2 separate regions of the Sus scrofa genome follow, and region 2 is linked to region 1. A link is a contact called in public HiChIP or PLAC-seq data. All regions are on one chromosome and are shown on one strand. Each heading gives the region's core, a stretch centred on a gene start, on an enhancer-like site or on the middle of the called end of the contact. The rest is flanking DNA. Distances are from core to core; before and after follow the strand shown.

What was found. HiChIP or PLAC-seq counts read pairs in DNA pulled down with a chosen protein or histone mark.
Region 2: a contact with region 1 is called in an H3K27ac HiChIP or PLAC-seq map of skeletal muscle, with 4 times the contacts expected there. The contact joins two enhancer-like sites. A contact is called at or near these places in 1 of 47 Hi-C or Micro-C datasets (embryonic fibroblasts) and 1 of 2 datasets of contacts at active chromatin or transcription factors (skeletal muscle).

The regions. Positions count from the first base shown.
Region 1 is chr6:146,114,516-146,118,633 of Sscrofa11.1, reverse strand. It overlaps LOC102162079 (a long non-coding RNA gene), which reads right to left. Exons shown (of 8, transcript XR_298679.3): 4 at 3,743-3,884; 5 at 3,283-3,345; 6 at 246-337; 7 at 1-123. Among named protein-coding and RNA genes, the nearest start is that of SGIP1, 65 kb to the right of the region's middle. Within about 2 kb of position 2,798, at least 27 of the 83 cell types and tissues checked have an H3K27ac peak or open chromatin away from gene starts, as enhancers often do. A contact at or near this core is called in skeletal muscle, where this site is marked.
Region 2 is chr6:146,359,609-146,363,980 of Sscrofa11.1, reverse strand. All of the region lies in intron 4 of PDE4B (phosphodiesterase 4B), which reads left to right. The region is part of intron 5 of LOC102162258 (a long non-coding RNA gene); the gene reads right to left. Among named protein-coding and RNA genes, the nearest start is that of SGIP1, 310 kb to the right of the region's middle. Within about 2 kb of position 1,295, at least 14 of the 83 cell types and tissues checked have an H3K27ac peak or open chromatin away from gene starts, as enhancers often do. A contact at or near this core is called in skeletal muscle, where this site is marked.

The DNA.
Region 1 (4,118 bases), core at 1,549-4,048:
GATCACCAGGATTTAGAGTTCAGCATGAGATTCAGCCAAAGAAATTAGATGGAGTAAAGTGGAATTATTGCCTCATGGTCTCCACTGTGAATCTTCATTCTTTTCTCTTCCTGCCACGACATTCTTCACAAAGATATAGCCATAAAGTACACTCATTTTTAACAACAACAACAACAATAACAACAACAACAAAGACAAAAAAAATTTTTAAAAAATAAATAAAATAAAAAAAAAAGTACACTCACTTTTAAAGGTCCTCCTTATGTGCAGGAAAGCTTGAGAAACACTGCCTTTCCTGTGGCAGGTGCTGTGCAAGCCCATGTCTTTGACCAGCAAGCTAGGCCCATGAGGAATTTGGGGGGATGAGAACATGGGAGGAAGGAAGACAAGGAGAAGGAAAAAAAGAGAGAGAAGAAATGAAGTATCTATGTGATTACAGTACCAGGAGTAAGAAGTCTGGCCCCAGCATGTGACCTGAGTTGAGTCGCTTGAATCGCACCCTTCTCTGGGCCATGGGGTATACTCACCCAGAGCAGGTGAAATTCTCTAAGGCAGGGCTTCACAAGCTAGGTGCCATATTACAGTGGTGCCACAGATGGATTCCTGTGTGCTCTGAATGACTGAATCATTCAACTCTCAGAGCGCCCTGTGGGACGCAGAGTGGCTGAGGCTCTGGGGCCAGGTGCCTCTAACCAAGAGGAGTCTCATCACCACTCCCTGGGAAGTGGTCTTAGCAGTGCGGAGTCCAAGGGCACCCTCGGAGTTCCCAGAGAAGACCTCGGATAAGGTGCCATCTCCCCATGCATTGCTTCACCGTGATGCCCTGAGGGCAGCCAAGAAGGTTCTCTACATCCTGGGCATCCACAGGCTGCAGAACACTGCACTAACAATCCTAGGCAGAGTCTGAGGACCAGTAGGGAGTTCGTTGCCAGGTGCCCAGAGCTTGGCGCTTAGGCCAAGATGCAGCCAGTTGGGGATGGATGGGTACAGAAATCAGGTGGGGCTTTCTGGTCTGCCCAGCGACAAATGGTAGCCCAGGATTTCTGTCTTTACATATATCAGAGTCTCTTGCTCATCTGCAGCTGATGGACAAGAATCCCATGCTGGCTGCAGGACTGCCACTCTGACAGTGCATATGAAATGTAGAAATTCAATCCTCATGATTATTTTGAAACATAAGATAGGTAAAAATTCAAATGTGAAATATTTTATGATAAAAATTTTAAACTCTAGGAATTCCCATCATGGTACCTCAGAAACAAATCCGACTAAGAACCATGAGGTTTGGGGTTCGATCCCTGGCCTCACTCAGTGGGTTAAGGATCCGGTGTTGCTGTGGGCTGTGCTGTAGGTCACTTTCTCGGCTCAGATCCCGCGTTGCTGTAACTGTGGTATAGGCTGGCGGCTGTAGCTCCAGTTGGACCCGTAGGCTGGGAACCTCCATATGCCGTGCATGCGACCCTAAAAAGACAAATAATTAATTAATTAATTAATTAAACTGAGTTGTCAGTGTAAGAAAAGGATACACAACTAGGTTCTTTCATTTCAAAAGGAATAGATTTTCAAATGGCTATAAACAATGATTTAAAATATTTTTATCACCTGCTTGTGTGAATAAAGTTACTTGTTGATAGAGACTGCTAAGAATTTGAAGCAATCATTCAAATATCTTGATCAGTGTTGCATAAAGCCATTTCAAGCAGAATATCTGTCAGTAAAAAGATACGTCAGTGGAAGTAAGTTCAAATTTCTCATTTAAAATTTTGAAATGGGGAGTTCCCGTCACGGCTCAGCAGTTAGTGAACCCAGTTAGCATCCATGAGGATGGGGTTTGATCCCTGGCCTCGCTCAGTGGGTTGAGGATCCGGCATTGCCGTGAGCTGTGGTGTAGGTCGCAGACCTGGCTCGGATCCCGAGTTGCTGTGGCTGTGGTGTAGGGCAACGGCTACAGCTCTGATTGAACCCCTAGCCTGGGAACCTCCATATGCGGCGGGTGCAGCCCTAAAAGGAGAAAAAGACCAATAAAAAATGAAACTTTGAAATGGGATTTCCCATTGTGGCTCAGCGGTAATAAACCCGACTAGTATCTATGAGGATATGGGTTTGATCCCTGGCCTCACTCAGTGGATTAAGTATCTGGCATTGCTGTGGCTGTGGTATAGGCTGGCAGTTGTGACTCTGATTCTACCCCTAGCCTGGGAACTGCCACATGTCGCGTGCACAGCACTGAAAAGCAAAAAAAAAAAAAAAAAAGATTTTATTTAGAATTTTATATAAATTTAAATATTTAATATTTTATGTTTTATTTTTCCTAGAAGCATATAAAGTGTAACAGTTTCACTGAGCTTTACAGAGCTATTCCCAAACCCCTCCATTTTACTCCTGTCCTATATAAGTGTTTTCATTTTTTACATGTAGAAGGTGTGAGAGGGGGTGGGTGCAGTGTTCTAGGGCCGTGGTTTTCAGTCAAAGGTGATTTCACACACACCCCAGGGACTTCTGACACCTGGAGAGTTTTTTTTGGTTGTCATCACAGGGGAGCTCTTTACTGACCTCTAGTGGGTAGAGCCGGGGATGCTGCTAACCACCCCACAATGCACAGGACAGCCCCTCGTAAAAAGAATTACTGCACATGCAAAATCAGTAGTGTCAAGGATAGAAACTCTCTTCAGGGGTCCCTCTCACTCTGAAGGTCTAGGATTCTGACGTATACTTGTTCTTGTTGTTCAGAGGAGATTATGACTGGCAATAGCGGGTGTGGCTAGGCATGGCCAGCTCTAATCTCCTAACTGCCTTTATAATCACAGACCCAGCAGGCAGATAAAACAGGAGGCAGGGCTTCCTGTATATTCAGTGGAAATCCAGCTATGGACATCTGTTTGAGATAGTACACATTTCAAAGCATCAGATGTGTAACTTCTATGAATATTACCTAGAGTCCCCAGATAAACATCTTCTTCTCTCCTTTTATTTGTTTTAAAGTTCCATATTCTGGGGAGTTCCCATCATGGCTCAGTGGCTAACGAACCCGACTAGGAACCATGAGGTTGCGGATTCGATCCCTGGCCTTGTTCAGTGGGTTAAGGATCCCGCGTTGCTGTGGCTGTGGTGTAGGCCGGTGGCTACAGCTCCGATTGGACCCCTAGCCTGGGAACCTCCATATGCTGCGGGAGCGGCCCAAGAAATGGCAAAAAGACAAAAAAAATTTTTTTTAATTAAAAAAATAAAGTTCCATATTCTGGAAATAGCTTTTTTGTTCCACCGAACTGTGATCCATCTTACCTTTCAGCAACTTTCCCCTTCCTCAGTCCAGGTCTCACCAGGATTGGCTTGGCGGGGATGTATCTGCCAATAGGTAGAGATTCACAGGAAAGCCTTTCAACTCACCCCTGCATCCCAACTCCCCATTCCCACTGCTCTCATCCTACAATTTCCTTGGAAGTTGAAGACATCCTATGTTTGGGCATTGATGTCTGGCCTTCAGGAATAAAAAAATCTTCCATACCCTCTCTCTTGGATAGCCCCCCTGTTGATTTGTTGGCACTTCAGGATGATTCGAGTGATGGAGGACTGAACCAGTCTGGGAAGCCACGTTACTTTATCACCATGGCTCATACCATCCCTTCCATCAGTTTTTACAACAGATTCACCACTGCAACCTGGTACTAAGAGCAGGTTGAATGGAGCATTAGACACATATTTCCCCTAGGATTTAACTGGGGACGAGCCATTCATCTCATACCTGCTCTTGCATAGAAAAAAGATCAGTAGGCCCAGGGTCTCTGCTATGTCAAGCTAGTCAAGTCATTCAGTCATTCCAGGCTTTACTTTGCTCCTATGTGAAAGGGCAGTAACAGCTAGAAGGCTGCTGAGCTTCATTCCACCTTAAAAGAAAATAAAAGAAAAAGCACTGAGAAAATTTGAAAACTGAATCAGTCTTAGGAAATGCATGTTTTATGGTATTGACTGGTTGCTAATAGCGTCATTTCTACTGAAATGAGGAAGTTTGTTTTTACAGTTATAGAGTCAGGAAGTAGTTTTCATCCTCTGTAGGGTTTTAAGTCCCTCAAAGATGATGGTAACTAATATAACCCCTGATAGCATTTAAGTGTTGAAAA
Region 2 (4,372 bases), core at 46-2,545, 250 kb before region 1:
TAATATGACCTAATATACTAAGGCTGATGCTCCCTGGATAATAGGCAGTTACTAAAGAGTACTGTTTTCTGCATTTCTTGGTTTGGGCCGGTTTGACTTTCTAGACTCAATGGCTCTGAATCCCATCCCGTTTGGCTACATCACCTTGAGAATGACATTAGTATTTTCTCCCTGATTTTCACCCCCAATTTTCTCTCTCGTTCACTTTGCACTTATTTTTATCACCAGCATTGTTTGCCAACAAACACCAGCAAACAGCAAGGAGAGCCAGAGAGCAGCCAGTTTTGTATTTTTCTTCCTGGTGAGGGTTCTGTGCCTAGTCCTTCTAGGTAACTTTGAAAACAAAAAAATCTGTTCTCAGGATATTTATTAGTTAGATTTGCTAAGATTAACCTTGGATGTCCTTAGTGGTTTAACGTATGTAGTTTAACGAATGCAGACCTTTAAAACTATATAATTAGATTAAGTGCTGTATTTTTTTCAGATTTCAATACGCCGTTATATACTCAGGCAAGGAAAATTATTGCTAAGAAGAGACGCTTGAAAAGTCAGTAAATAATATGTTGTGCTTAACAAACAAAAAAGCGGTTGGCTCTGTTTTCTTCTTTTGGGGTTTATTTTGAATGTTTTTGAAAGAAACGTTAATTCGCAGAGCACTGGTTTCCTCCCTGTCAGTTGTCCCAGTTTTTACTGTTGTTGTTGTTTGTTTTTTCTAAACGATGGTAAAGCTTTGCTATATGTACCTTTTTTTTTTTTTTTTTTTTTTTTTTTTGCCCCTAGACGTTGGACATTTTGGAAACTGGCTAAAGCTTATCATTGGGCTTTTAGGAGTGTTTTCAAAAGAGGTAATCATTTGATTGTTTGGAATTTTTTATACAAAATCTATGTAGAGAGTCATCTTTAATGATCTAATAATTGAACCACTAAAGGGAAGAACTCCCATATTTAAATTAAATATTTTAGTAAGCATTCTCTTGTTTAATTTAGCTTTAATTGCATTATTAATTGTCATGAACAAGATATTCCTAGGGAAAGAGCCAAGCAGATCAGCTAATTGCAGCTTTTTACTGCTTTGAATGATAAAGTGTCTTTGATTTGGTACTGAGCCAGGAGGGCTTGATTGATAATATCTGTCTCAGATGTCACCCTGGGAGAAAAGAATAAAACCTCAGTAGACTTGGTGCATTGCAGCTGTCTCCGCTGCTCCAATTTCTCTGTCCCATTGACGTCATTGAGAGGTTTCAAACCAGTCCAGAGTGTCTAGTAAACCTGCACAGAAATGAAATGAAGAAACAGAAAAACACTGATTCATAAGCCAGCCCTCACTCCAGAGAGGTAGCTGTTATATTTTCTCGGATCATAGGCAGACTTTTTCTGCCTCCCTGCACTTAAAAAAATTATTAAAATGTCAGTGGCTATCCAGAAATGTGGGAAAGCCTCAGACAAGGAATGTGAGTTGCATAAGCCCTTCTAAAAGCAGATTATGTCTCAATGGGCCACATTTGTCCAGGGTACTCAGATAACATAACCTGCATGCAGCTTGTCTGTCACACCAGGAATATCTGAAGGAGAAAGTGACAAGGGAACTGGCTTTCCCTGGGGGCAGGGCTGGTCTAACCAGGCACCCATTTCCTCCTCTCTCTTCACACGCAGCCTTTTGTGCTGAGCTCTAAGTGAAGGGCACCCAATGAGCGGAGTTACAGTATTTTCCAAGGAAGATGACAAACTCTCACAGTTGTATTTTTTTTTTTTTTAATGAATTTAGCAGAGAGAAAATACACAGGAGGAAGCAGAGGAGGGAAAAAAAAAAAAACCATTTGGCAATGTTTTTCTTTTTTTAAAGCTGCTTTGTCAGCTTAATACATTATACATTAAGTATATGATAAACGCTCAGCCTCAAAATAACTTATAGGAAATCTTTTCTACGTGCTGTAGCAGGGAAATTTTTCTTAAAATATGTGTCCAAATACTGATTTTTCTTTCTTTCTTTCTTTCTTTTTGCCTTTTTAGGGCTGCACCCATGACATATGAAGGTTCCCAGGCTAGAGGTTGAATAGGAGCTACAGCTGCCGGCCTACACCACAGCCACAGCAACACAGGATCCGAACCACATCTGTGACCTACACCACGGCTCATGGCAATGCCGGATCTTTAACCCACTGAGCGAGGCCAGGGATCGAACCTGCATCCTCATGGATGCCAGTCAGATTCATTTCCACTGAGCCACGACAGGAACTTCTAATTTTTTTTTCCTCTGCTGGCCACTGGAACTGCTGGCAGAAGGAGAATGCCTCCTTTACCCTTCATATGCATACCCTGGCCTCATGCTCCAGCAGGCCTGGCAGGGAAAGACTCACCATGATTGGGTAGCTTCCATTTCTTATTGAGCCAACAAGCTACATGGCACACGATTGGAAAAGAGCTGAATCTTTATAACATCTGAAGTTCATAAAACATCCCTTTCATTTTTTCACTTGAAGTCTGACAGACAACCCTGTGAGGTTCATAATGTAATTGTCATCACTTTACAGATCCTGCCTGAGGTACTCATCTTGTAAAAGGCAGGGCTCAGATTCCAGTCCATATTTTTGGAACGCTACCTCCACCCTCTGCTTTCTTTACTGTATGTTCAAGGAGGTAGTAGTTTTTTTTTATCTTATTGAGACAGGCTGAGACCTGGGACCCTTTGCTGCAATGGCTGCAAAGTTTGCACCTAGATAAACGTCTCCTCAGACAACAAAATACAAAGAAATTATAAGGGACTAAAAATAACTGCACACATGTGTAGTTGGGGTAAATTATGGTCAGGAAGATGCAAAAAACCTAAAAACCCAACTGCCCCTTCTAGAAGTTTGGAGAGTAAAAGCAGGTCACTACACATGCCCCTTACACACACGACCACCAAAGCAGTAGGTAGACCACCTAAGCCCCCCCTCTGACAGGACCATGGACCCACCCCTGTCCTCCTCCCATAAAACCAGCCCACACCCCCTTTGGGGAGGGAGTGAGCAAAGGAATGTGTTGCTTGTTTTTGCTCTCCCTTGCTGCAACAGGGGCCCCAATAAAGACTTGCCTGAATTTGTTGCCTGGCCTCTTGTCAATTTCTCTTGATTAAGGAAGACCAAGAACCCAGGTCACATTATGACCAATCTTTGGGAATTCCTTCAACTTAACAGATAGGTGTTGACCATTTACTACATGTGGTAGGTGCTTTATGGTAAAACTACGTAAGACACAGTTGTTGGCCTTAGGGAACGTAGAATACTGGGGCTAAGACACTGATCCACATATACCTACATTACAAGGCAGAATAAGATAGGTGTATAAGTCGAAGTCATGGTGTCTGATCAGTGCGTTTGGAATGAAGTCCTTCAGGATTTATATGAAATCAGCCTTCACATGCTAATGTAAATGCAGCATATACATTACGAAATGCTAACACATAAATCCGGGAGGACTGGTAGTATTTCAAAAGATAAAGATGGTGGGTGCAGCCATGTGGGCAGAGGGACCAGCAGGAACAGAGTCTAACAGGCAAGGTGGTCTGAGCAGGTGGCAGGAATGAGACAAAGGATCTTACTTTGAAACGGAAGGCTGGGATCTGGTGAAAGTTCAGTTAAGGCCATTATCGGCAGAGTTTAAATGCCAGGGAGAGGAGTTTGTAATAATGAGACACTTAAATGCTTTAATATAGGGACTAAAACCATTAAATCTGTGCCTTAGTGTAAGTGGTTAAGCAGCCATGTGTAAGGTACATGAGAGAATAGAAAAGCGAACTCACGGTACCAGTTAGGGGTTTCCATAGACTTGGGGTGGGTAGGGTGCAGTTTAAGGAAATAGGATGTAGGGCTATAGGAATTCATTCATTTGTTTGAAAGTATTTATTGAGCACCTACTATGTGTCAGGCACTATTCTAGGTAAGAGAGTATGACAGACTTATAAGCTGCCTATCTCATAGGTCTTTTACTCTATAAAGGGAAAAATGGAGAGGAGATAATTTTCCAAGGACAAAGGGCCTGGAACTAACAAGTGGTTCTGAATGGAAGAAGAGTCAGTGCTGACTTGGAAAGTCCTCTACCAAGAGAACATGTCCCACAGCCTGTTTGCTTAAAAGTGCCCTTCTTCTAAAAGTCAGCCCTCTTTTGGCACTGCAGTAACACTTCACATGGGCATGATATGGCTCAACGCATGAAGCGCTACATCATTATTATAAAGTTTGCATGGGATTTTTTTTTTTTTTAGTGCATTTTCATTCTAACAAAATAGAAACATTTCAGTATGTTTAATTGGGTAAATTGCTTTCCATTTTACTTTCAAACCAGAGTCAAAATACATTTCCTTCTTTCTTCCTTCCTTCCTTTCTCTTTCTCT